2 separate regions of the Delphinus delphis genome follow, and region 2 is linked to region 1. A link is a contact called in public Hi-C data. All regions are on one chromosome and are shown on one strand. The core of a region is the stretch at or near the end of the contact, and the rest is flanking DNA. Distances in the headings are between cores, read along the strand shown. Region 1 holds the start of ADSS2 (adenylosuccinate synthase 2). Region 2 holds the start of DESI2 (desumoylating isopeptidase 2).

What was found. Hi-C and Micro-C count contacts between places; a contact is called where the count stands out from the background.
Region 2: a contact with region 1 is called in a Hi-C map of lung, with 6 times the contacts expected there. The contact joins the promoter of DESI2 here to the promoter of ADSS2 in region 1. A contact is called at or near these places in 2 of 3 Hi-C or Micro-C datasets (lung and muscle).

What each region holds. Positions count from the first base shown.
Region 1 is chr1:157,878,363-157,883,196 of mDelDel1.2, forward strand. It overlaps ADSS2 (adenylosuccinate synthase 2), which reads right to left and starts at 2,887. Exons shown (of 13, transcript XM_059996988.1): 1 at 2,564-2,887. The coding sequence starts at 2,746.
Region 2 is chr1:158,163,790-158,168,623 of mDelDel1.2, forward strand. DESI2 (desumoylating isopeptidase 2) reads left to right here and starts at 2,017. Exons shown (of 4, transcript XM_059997009.1): 1 at 2,017-2,287. The coding sequence starts at 2,246.

The DNA of each region.
Region 1 (4,834 bases), core at 1,637-4,136:
CTTTTTAAAAAAACTGTATTTTTACTGGAAAAAATTCCTTATTTTATGATTCCATTAGAGATACATTCTGTGTATACCACTTCTGGAGAAAGACTGTATAAAACCTGAGATTATGGCATGAATATAACAAAAATATACTGCTTAAACTCTAACAAAGTGCATATTATTTTCAATAATACACAAAATTTGAATCATCAAACATGGCAATTCAAGCTCAAAATGTTTTTCCTAAAGTTGACTTTTCCCAGCTCTCTATACATACTTATTAAGAATTTCAACATTCCATAACCATCAATTTTATAAGTCAGGAGAACTTCACTAAGTAGATGTCAGCTTACTAGGACTGACCAGATGATATAAAGTTACCAAGGTGAATCACAAGGGATATTCTTAAGTCTATTCATTACTTATCTGCCTGCACTAACAAGACGTAAGAATCCTTCTAATGATGAGCTCTTAAAAGGCACTAGAAGAATACAACACTTTTTAAATTATATAAGGAAGGTAGTAAGTCAAAACTTTCCCGGTGAGTAAAGTCTGCCTAACAAGTCTGCTCATATGTTTCTTCTCTAACTTCAGCTAACATTTTGTTTGTTTGTTTGTTTGTTTGTTTTGCGGCGCGCGGGCCTCTCACTGTTGCGGTCTCTCCCGTTGCGGAGCACAGGCTCCGGACACGCAGGCTCAGCGGCCATGGCTCACGGGCCCAGCCGCTCCGCGGCATGTGGGATCTTCCCAGACCGGGGCACGAACCCGTGTCCCCTGCATCGGCAGACGGACACTCAACTACTGCGCCACCAGGGAAGCCCTCAGCTAACATTTTAAAGCCAAACTTGGCTCCTTCTCCGTCACTTCTCTCTAGACTTTCCAAGGGCATCAGATCAGATTGGTCCATGACCTCCTTCAAGATTACTTTTTACAGTAACACAGTAGCACCTTCTCCAATCAACAAACTAATTCTACTACGTTTCAAAGGGATGTTAAAACTGAGGATCTTCCAGAATAAAGGCAAAATGGTCACATTCCCAAAACCTTCTTACAAGCCATAATGTAGCTGATCCCGAGCACTACTATTTCTGTGTAAGGAAGATGTCAGAAATGACAGTGAAGTAAATAAACAGGTCTCAGCCTCTCTCCCCTCCTACCCAGAAAGAGTTAGGTATATTTTCATACTTCTTTCCCCACAGCACAGCCAGATCTGATTTTAAGACAAAAGGAAGGTGAAGGCCAGCCTTCTGGAGCAGCTCCTAAGGCAGTGTGAGGCAACCCCTTTAGGGGTGTTATTAAGTAAGGTATGCGTGTTGCCAGAGGGGTGGAGGAATAGAAGGCTGGAAGGGAGGTGCTGGTGGTGGTGCTAGTGGTAATACTAAGAGGCAACTGGTGCAACAGCTGTCTTAACCAAGGAACGGGCAGGATGGATTTTTGCACGCAAAAAACAAGATTTTTATTTAACTTTTGATGTGCCTACGATTACCTTTTCTGCATGCTCAAATGGTACTCAATTTTAGGTAGAAAACTTCCAATCAAGTGGGCCTATGAACTTGTTAGAATGTACACAGCATCATCATATTGTGCCAGGTAAGTTCATGAAGAAGAAACATTCTTGCAACCTAAACAGGCAGTGGTTAACTTCAGATATTACACTACCATTCGTTTTGAAAGTAGTTATTGCTCAACTATCTCGAATTTTAAAATTGGTAACAGTTATCTAAGAGCCTTTACAAAGGCCTAGCCTCTAGGCTGCTTCAAAGCAAACGACAAATAGGAAGAAAGCTTACAGTGAAAACCACGTGTCTCCCGGTAGGAAGTACCTTACCATTCCATTTCCCGAAAGTTCACTCTAGATGTGAGCGTAACACTGTAAATATTTCTAAATACTAGATTTGACACTCGTGTATTTCACTTGCCTCAATCGTAAAAGAGCTGGGTGGGATTCCCACCTCTGGGACCAACATGTAAAATTAATCTCCCCTTAGTATACCGGGTACCGAGTAAAAAAACCGGGGACACTAAACAGTCATCAAACAGCCCTAAGCCCCGGAGGTGGGTTCTCATGTCAACAAAGTGGCCCGGAGGTGGCAAAGCTCTGCAAGCTCGGGGCCTGCAGGTGGGGAAGTGGTGAGTCTGGATTTCAGGGCGTTTCGGCCCACTTGGTCTCCCTGAGCGGATGGGTGATGATGGGGAAGGTTTTGCGGCCCCGTAGGGTCTCCGCCCGGAGTCGCCAGCAGGCCTCGGGCGGTAGCTCCTCAAATTCGAACAGTAACCCACCTCCACCCCGGCCTCAGTCCTGGGTTTGAGCACTTGTCCCCAGACCGAGAACTGCAACTCCCCAGGCATCGCGCATCTCAAAGGCTCCCCGTCAAGCCGCATCTTCCTCCTGAGCCACCCCGAGCCCTCAGCCCAAGGCCCCAGGGCAGGGGTCTCCGACCTCCCGCCATTTCTCCACGTCGCCGCAGCTCATAATAAAAGGAAAGAACCTCAAGGTGACACCTTATTTTGGACGGTGAATGCGAGTTCTGGGCCCGAGCTCAGGGGCCGGCTTCCCATCAGAGCCCGGCCGCCTCACCTGGCAGCGGCACACGATGTCTGCGTCCTGCGCCAGCAGATCCACCACCTTCCCCTTGCCTTCGTCGCCCCACTGCGCGCCGAGCACCACCGTCACCCGGTTCCCTCCGGGCCGCGCCCTGGGGCGGCCGCAGTCGCCGTTGGGCAAGGAGGATGCCGCCGGGTTGGTCTCTGCGAACGCCATGGCTCCAGAGACGCGAGGAGAGCCCGAAGGGGACGCGGGCGGGCAGGAGTGCGCGAACTGAACTGCTCTGCGGCCGCCAGCCACATGCGGAGGAAGAAGGAGCCAGAGCCAACCCGCCCCCGCCCCGCCGCCTGTCGGGTCGCCACCCTCCCGCCAGGCCCGCCCAGCGCTCCCGCCGCCCTCGGCGCGGGGGGAATCACGACCTCCCGGAGGACGCCGGCCTCGGCAGCACCGCCCCTCAGGGAAAGACCACGCCCCTTCCACGGCCGGGCGCGCCCCTCCAGGGCGAACCGGGCGAGCGGAAAGGGGCGGGGGCGGGGCTTCGAGCGCGCTTCAGCCTCAACGCCCCGCCCACCCGCCCGTCCTCCCGCTTTTCAAACTGGAGAGGCGGGGAGGTGTGTGCCTGTGCGTCAGACTACAACTCCCGGCAGCGCTCTGGCGGAAGCGACGTATACCAGAGATTTGGTGTCTGCCATCTGCACGTTTCAGTCTCTGAAAATGTTCATATTTAAATAATTTTTAATTTGTTTTTATTAAGGGATGAGACAGTGTGTACAAAATACAAAGGGTGCAATTTCAAAATACAAATGGGATGAAATTGAAACGTACTATAGATTTATAATTTGGAAAGTAAAGCTCTGGAAGTAAGAACAGAGATGGTAACAGGCAAACTCGAAAGTAAAGCAGTAATGTAGAGGACATTAGGCCTGAAAATGTAGAGAACACGTAGAGTCCTATACCTTCTCATTTTACATATTAGTAACAGAAGTTCAGAGAGAAGGAATGAATTGCCCATGTCATACAATATATGCCAAATACTATAATACACTTTTAATTCCCACAACCATATGAGGTAGGTAATACTATCTTATCCTTATTTTACAGGGTTTAAAAGTTAGTGAACTTCCTCCAGTGAGGGATGAATTGGTACCTAGATGGTCTGAGTCCAGAGCCCAGGTCCTTTCTGTAGTGTTTAGTGTTTCAGTTGTCGCTAGATTCCCAAGTATACTGTGAAAATAAATTAGGCTCATTTTAAGTGGAGTCAGGAAGCCCCAACGGGGTAGCTGTCGTGCAGGTACCATTCCTAGCAGATTGCATAACCAGAGGAACAAGGAAGATAAGAATATTACTCTTCTTCTGGGATAAGGGAAGACATTTTTCACACAGGAATTTTATCTCCTACTTTTAAAAAAAAGAAGGCAGATTCCTCCCTGCCCCAGCAACAATGCTCTAACCTTTGAAATCTTTTTGCCACTTTAGTTAAATGAATAAATATTATTTTATAATGATCTGTGATCCAATTTAGTCATGTCCAAAATTTTTGATATTTTTTAAAAACTTCCCAAGAATCAAACTATAAATGAAGTCTTTTTGACCTTAAACTAACTTTGGGATTTTTTTGGAGGGCCTCTGGAGCATCTTGAAGGATCTGTTCTCTCTCTTTATTAAAAAGGAGATATTAAACTAATTAGGCTTATTTGGGAAATTACATGGGAAGCATTGTCAAATAAATAATACTAAGCCTTCTTTACATTGCATCTGTATATGTCATAAATGTTTCAGAAATTATGACATTCCTAGAAATCTTGATATGTTCTGGTGTATTATCATTCATAATTCTAGTTATTATCTTAAAATGTGTGTCATAGAACTTACCAAATTCCCATGTCAATTCCATAATAATGGACTCTTATTGGATCTTTAATAACAGACATTTAAGTCTTTTGTCATTCACAGAGAGTTACTGTTTTACTCTGATGCTTTACAAGAATATTCCTATAAACATGCTTCGTCTTCAAGGAGATTCCTGGAAAAGACCCTAACAAATACTCTAGAACAGGGGTCCCCAACCCCCCCCAGGCTGCACAGTGGGAGGTGAGCGGCAGGGGAGCCTGCGAAACTTCATCTGCCGCTCCCCATTGCTCACGTTACCGCCTGAAGCATCCTCCCCACCCAACCCTGGTCCATGAGAAAAAAATTGTCTTCCACAAAACCAGTCCCTGGTGCCAAAAAGGTTGGGGACCACTGCTCTAGAATGCAGGTTTCTGATAACTTTAAGTTCATAACACTGAACTGGGTAAAAGTTTC
Region 2 (4,834 bases), core at 767-3,266, 280 kb after region 1:
ATGCACTGGATCTCTTCCCCTTCTTACCTTGCCCATGGAAATCCCCTCTCTCTCCTACATCATCAATTTCTCTTTTTACATACAAGTATACTTTAGTATCTCTCGTCTTTAAAATGTCCTCCATTGACCACACAGCCTTATTCCACCATTGCCCCAAGTTGCCTACAGTCTCCATTTCTTCACTTTACACTCACCCCTCAAACCATTCCAAATGTTCTCTGGATCCCACTCCTCCCCTGACACTGCTCATGTCAATGCTACCAGTGACCTCCATACTGCTGAATCTAATACTTAACAGCTTCTGTGCTACCATGTACTCCTCCTGCCTCTGTGATTCCTCTTCCTCCTCTACATGATGGGGGCTAGATCTTTGTCTTTGACCCCTTTACCTTTTCTAAGCTACACATTTTCCTGTCATCCAGTAAGTCCTAAGGCTTTAGAGTCCATTTATCATGGCCATGTCTCCACTTTTTCCAAATGCCTACTTGACATCATGGATGTCTCAATGGTATCTGCAACTTAAAAGACCAAACCAAAACTCTTGATTTCCCTCTTCCCAACCTGTTCTTCACAATGTTCACATCTTATGAATGGCACCACCATCCACACAATTTCTGAAGTCAAAAATCTAGAAATTAGCCTTGAGTGTTCTCTCCCTAACAAACTCAATATCCAATTCATTAGCAAGTCCTGTAGAGCAGCAGTTCCCAACCTTTCTGGCACCAGGGACCAGTTTCGTGGAAGATAATTTTTCAAGGGGGTCGGGGGGAAATGGTTGAGGCGGTAATGCCAGCGATGGAGAGCGGCAGATGCCAGCGATGGGGAGCGGCAGATGCCAGCGATGGAGAGCAGCAGATGAAGCTTCCCTCGCTTGCTGCTCACCTCCTGCTGTGTGTGTGTTGGGGGGGCGGGGCGGGCGAAACCCCTGCTGTAGAGTCTACTTCCAAAATAGTCCAAATTAATTTATTCAGTGTTACCCACTACCCCCAATATCCAAGCCACCTTTTGGCGTGCACTTGTGGAATAGCTTCTTAACTGGTTGAGTCAATTAACTTTGCAGGGCTGGCTTTTCGTCATTCGGATCTGAGCTTACACCTAGACCTTCGCACTGCAGCCAATCTAAGCTTACTCTCAATCACTTCATCCTATTTTAACTCTCTACAAAGCACATATCACCGATATTTTGTTTGTCCTCCCTCCTGTTCATTTCTATATTCCCCAGGGCCTACATCACGGCCTGGCAAAGGGCAGGCACATAAATAATTTTTGAACGAATACAAAAGCACATACTGCGTCCCACGGTTGTGCTAATCTATGAGTACTGTACTCTCTTCCCATCTCAGCAGGATACTTTCGTAAATGTAAAATTCCACACTGAGGATTAACTGGATGCATATTACACCGGTTCCCCCACCAGTAACCCGCCTTCCCCTATTTCCCCACCCCTCCCCTTGCAAAAATAAATAATAATAATAATGAGGAGAGATTTGGAAAACGGCGTCATCAATATGGTCTTCTGCCACATTCCGAAGGCTTCATCGAGTTAAACGTGACAGAAACTAACCGCAGCAGCAGCGGAGAGGTAAGGTAGAAGAGTTAGAAGACCTCACCAGCCGCAAGAGCGGACTACAAGTGCTGGGGCGCTGACCGCAAGCACTGCATGCTGGGAGCTGTATTCTCCCGGGGAGGCCTGGCTCGACGCACCGGGCCCCCGCAGCATGCTGGGAACTGTAGTCGACGGCTGGCAACCCGCCGCGTGGAAGGACCGCAGTTGAGACTCCGCCTCTGCGCTTCCTCATTGCATGCTGGGAACTGTAGTCTTTCTGGGAACCCGCTCCTCCCGGGCCGAGAGGCACCGAGGCTGCGCCATCTTAGGTCCGAGTGCGGCAGTGGAGGCTAGAGCGCAGGCGGGCTCAGCCCAGGCGCCGGCCGGCCGGCCCCGCCCCCGGGGGCCTGGCGCCCGCCCCTCGCTTGGGCCCCGCCTTCCCCCACGTGTCTGCTGCCGGGGGAGGCGCCTGAGCCGGAGCGGGCCGCCTGCGGTCCGGCCCGGTCGGCGCAGAGGGTGTAGTTGGCGGCGCCCGGGAACGAGTCGCTTCCCGATGTTCCCGCCCCGGCTGCCGCGGGCCGCGCTGTGCGCTTAGTGCCCGGCTCCGGCCCCCTGAGGCGTCCGGGGGGCGGTGAGAGCGGCCTCGGCCCCGCGGAGACGAAGCAGCTGGAGGGCGAGGCGGCGGCCGCCGGGAGGAGGATGGGGGCTAACCAGTTAGTGGTGCTCAACGTGTACGACATGGTGAGTACGGCGCCAGCGGCGGGAGCCCGGCCCAGGCCCGCACCCTCTCGCCGGTCGGCTCGGACCCGGCCCCACGCGCTTCCTGCCTCGCGTCGCTGCCTCCCGCTTGGTTCTCTGGTGTGGGGGGAGGGGAGTATTATTTTTTAATCCTTGTAAACGTCGACGCGCTTGTTAGCGTTGCCCAGTCTGCCCCGGGGCTTTGGCCAAGACTCGGTTCGTCTTGAACCTCTCGCGTGCCCCGACTTGGCCCGGACCCTGGGCTGGGCCCGAACCTCTTGTCCCTTCCGCGAAGCTTGGGTCGCGGGCCGGACTTCCCACTCCACACGGACTCCGGGGCAGCCCCGCTTCTCCCACGCCGACTGCCTACTCTGCCAGACCAGCCCAAGACTTCAGAAACTCCCAAGCTCTTGTAAGTCCACAAAGTCACCGCTTGTGATGCCTGTGTTAGAGTCTCTTTAAAGGTGAACAGGAGCCAAGACACCCTTGCCTCCAAGGCAACCTCATTAAAATGAATGAGGCTAAAATTTATCCAGAAAATAGCCCAGCAGAATTATTTAGGGATCATGGTGGTGCTCCTTTCCTGGATTTTGGAGACCACTTTCCGGGTGATGCAACAGGTATGTGACGTGACCACAAGAGAGGGACTCGAAGAACTTGTTTGTTGTCATCTAACTTTGGAGTACTGTGAGCACACAGAATTGAGTCCAAGGATTGGTTTGCGTTATAATTGCCATTGAAATACCCAGTACACAGTTATTGTTGCAGTTAGATGCGTGTTTGGGTTTGTTTGCTTTCGGTTGATAAGTTTTTGTTTTATAAGGGATTCCCTTCTACCTGCGATGTTTAAAATTTCTTGTTAAGTGGATTGACAAATGAAAAAGTCCCCAACATTATTTTTGTTGTCTTAAAGATGCAGAAGAGCAAAAATACTGGAGGTCAGGAGTCTCGGTTCTCATTCACAGATCTAACATTTTTGCTCCCTTGTATTGTTTTTAAGTTTTTAAATTTACAGTGTAACATCTTGGGTAGAAAGGGATTCCCATGCCACAATCTGGGAATTATGTGAGAAGGCCATAAGAACTGCTTGAGATTTGAGATCAGATCTCTGTTGAGTTCACATATAAACTTGGGAGGTGAAAGGAGATGGGTTAACATACAGAGAAAAGTGGCACATGATAGAAAAAGTTACAGAGAAGACTGTAATTCTCTAGAGTAATAATTCTCTAGAGTAAATAATTCTCTAGAGTAAAACGTTTTGTGGATAGCTGTGGATGCCTTTATTTTCCAAGAATTTTTATTGCTCTTTTATTGTTTCTGTTTACCCTCCTCCCTACCACGCCCCCAGTGATCTGAATTTGGTTTCTTGTTTATTCGTGAAGATTGTTACAAACCATCTGTCCCTCGGGATATATTCTGCTCTTGAGAGCACAATATCCCTTTTCTTCTAGATTATTAAACCCCGTTAGAAATTAGGATTATGCAATGGCCAGAGGACCACGGTTTCATAGCCTAAAAGAAGTCTGTGAAAGTAGAGGAAGAGAGTGTTTTGCTTTTTTAATAAAACTGAAAGTACATTCTTTGGCTTTTAATGGCCTTTTTTACACTTTAGGTATTCTGTGAATCACAAAAATCATTGCCATGTGGTAAATGTAGGAAAAGCTAGAGATGATATTAAAACCAGTATATTTTAAAGGGAGGAGTGTTCTGAAAGATTTTAAAAATATTAACTGGATGACAAAGATCTTATTCTTCACATCACTTTTGTAAAGTAGGTAGTTACAAAGGAAGCAGAGAATAGGGTAGGTTAAACCTTCCCAGGTAACTATGAATAGGATCTAGAATTTCTAGACCACAGTCTGTTTCATTATTTTCTCTACTGAATAATTCCTGTGTCAACAGGAGGAGAAGGAGCATGTGAATGTTTATTATCAGAATGGAAACTAGCTGAATTATATGACTTCTAATAAACTTCCTTTTATATGTTCTTTTAAGGGCTTTTGGTCTGTGAGCGTTTTGTCTCACTAACTCAGCAACCTACAGTTATTTAGTTAGGACCCTGTAAAAGTCACAAAAATTAATTACCCTTTTTTTCTTTAAGGAATTTAGAAAGTCATAGGGGAGTTAACAATACAGTAGTAACAGTAGTAACAATTCAAAACAGAATACCATGCTTTTGATAAGAGGAGAACAAGATGTAAAGGAGAAGACTGAGTGTGCTTGTAGGATCAGGGAATGCTGAAAGATAAAGGGGGCAAAACCTGAAGGATTGGTAGGATTTCCGCAGGCAGGGAACATTCAGCATGAACACTGGCAGGAGTAGGAAGGCATAGGTTGGATTTGGGAAATCCAGTATAGCGAGAGTGTAGGATGCATGAAAGGAGACAAAACTTTCAGTTTGATTAGAATTTTTATTATTTGGGGCTGAGGGGCTGGGCTGCGAGCCAGGGGGAACCATTTAAAGTTTTTGTGGGGAGGAGCAATGTGATCAGAGTTACGTTTTAGAATTAAGACCAGTGGGTTGAGGTACAAATTTGTATCTATTACACT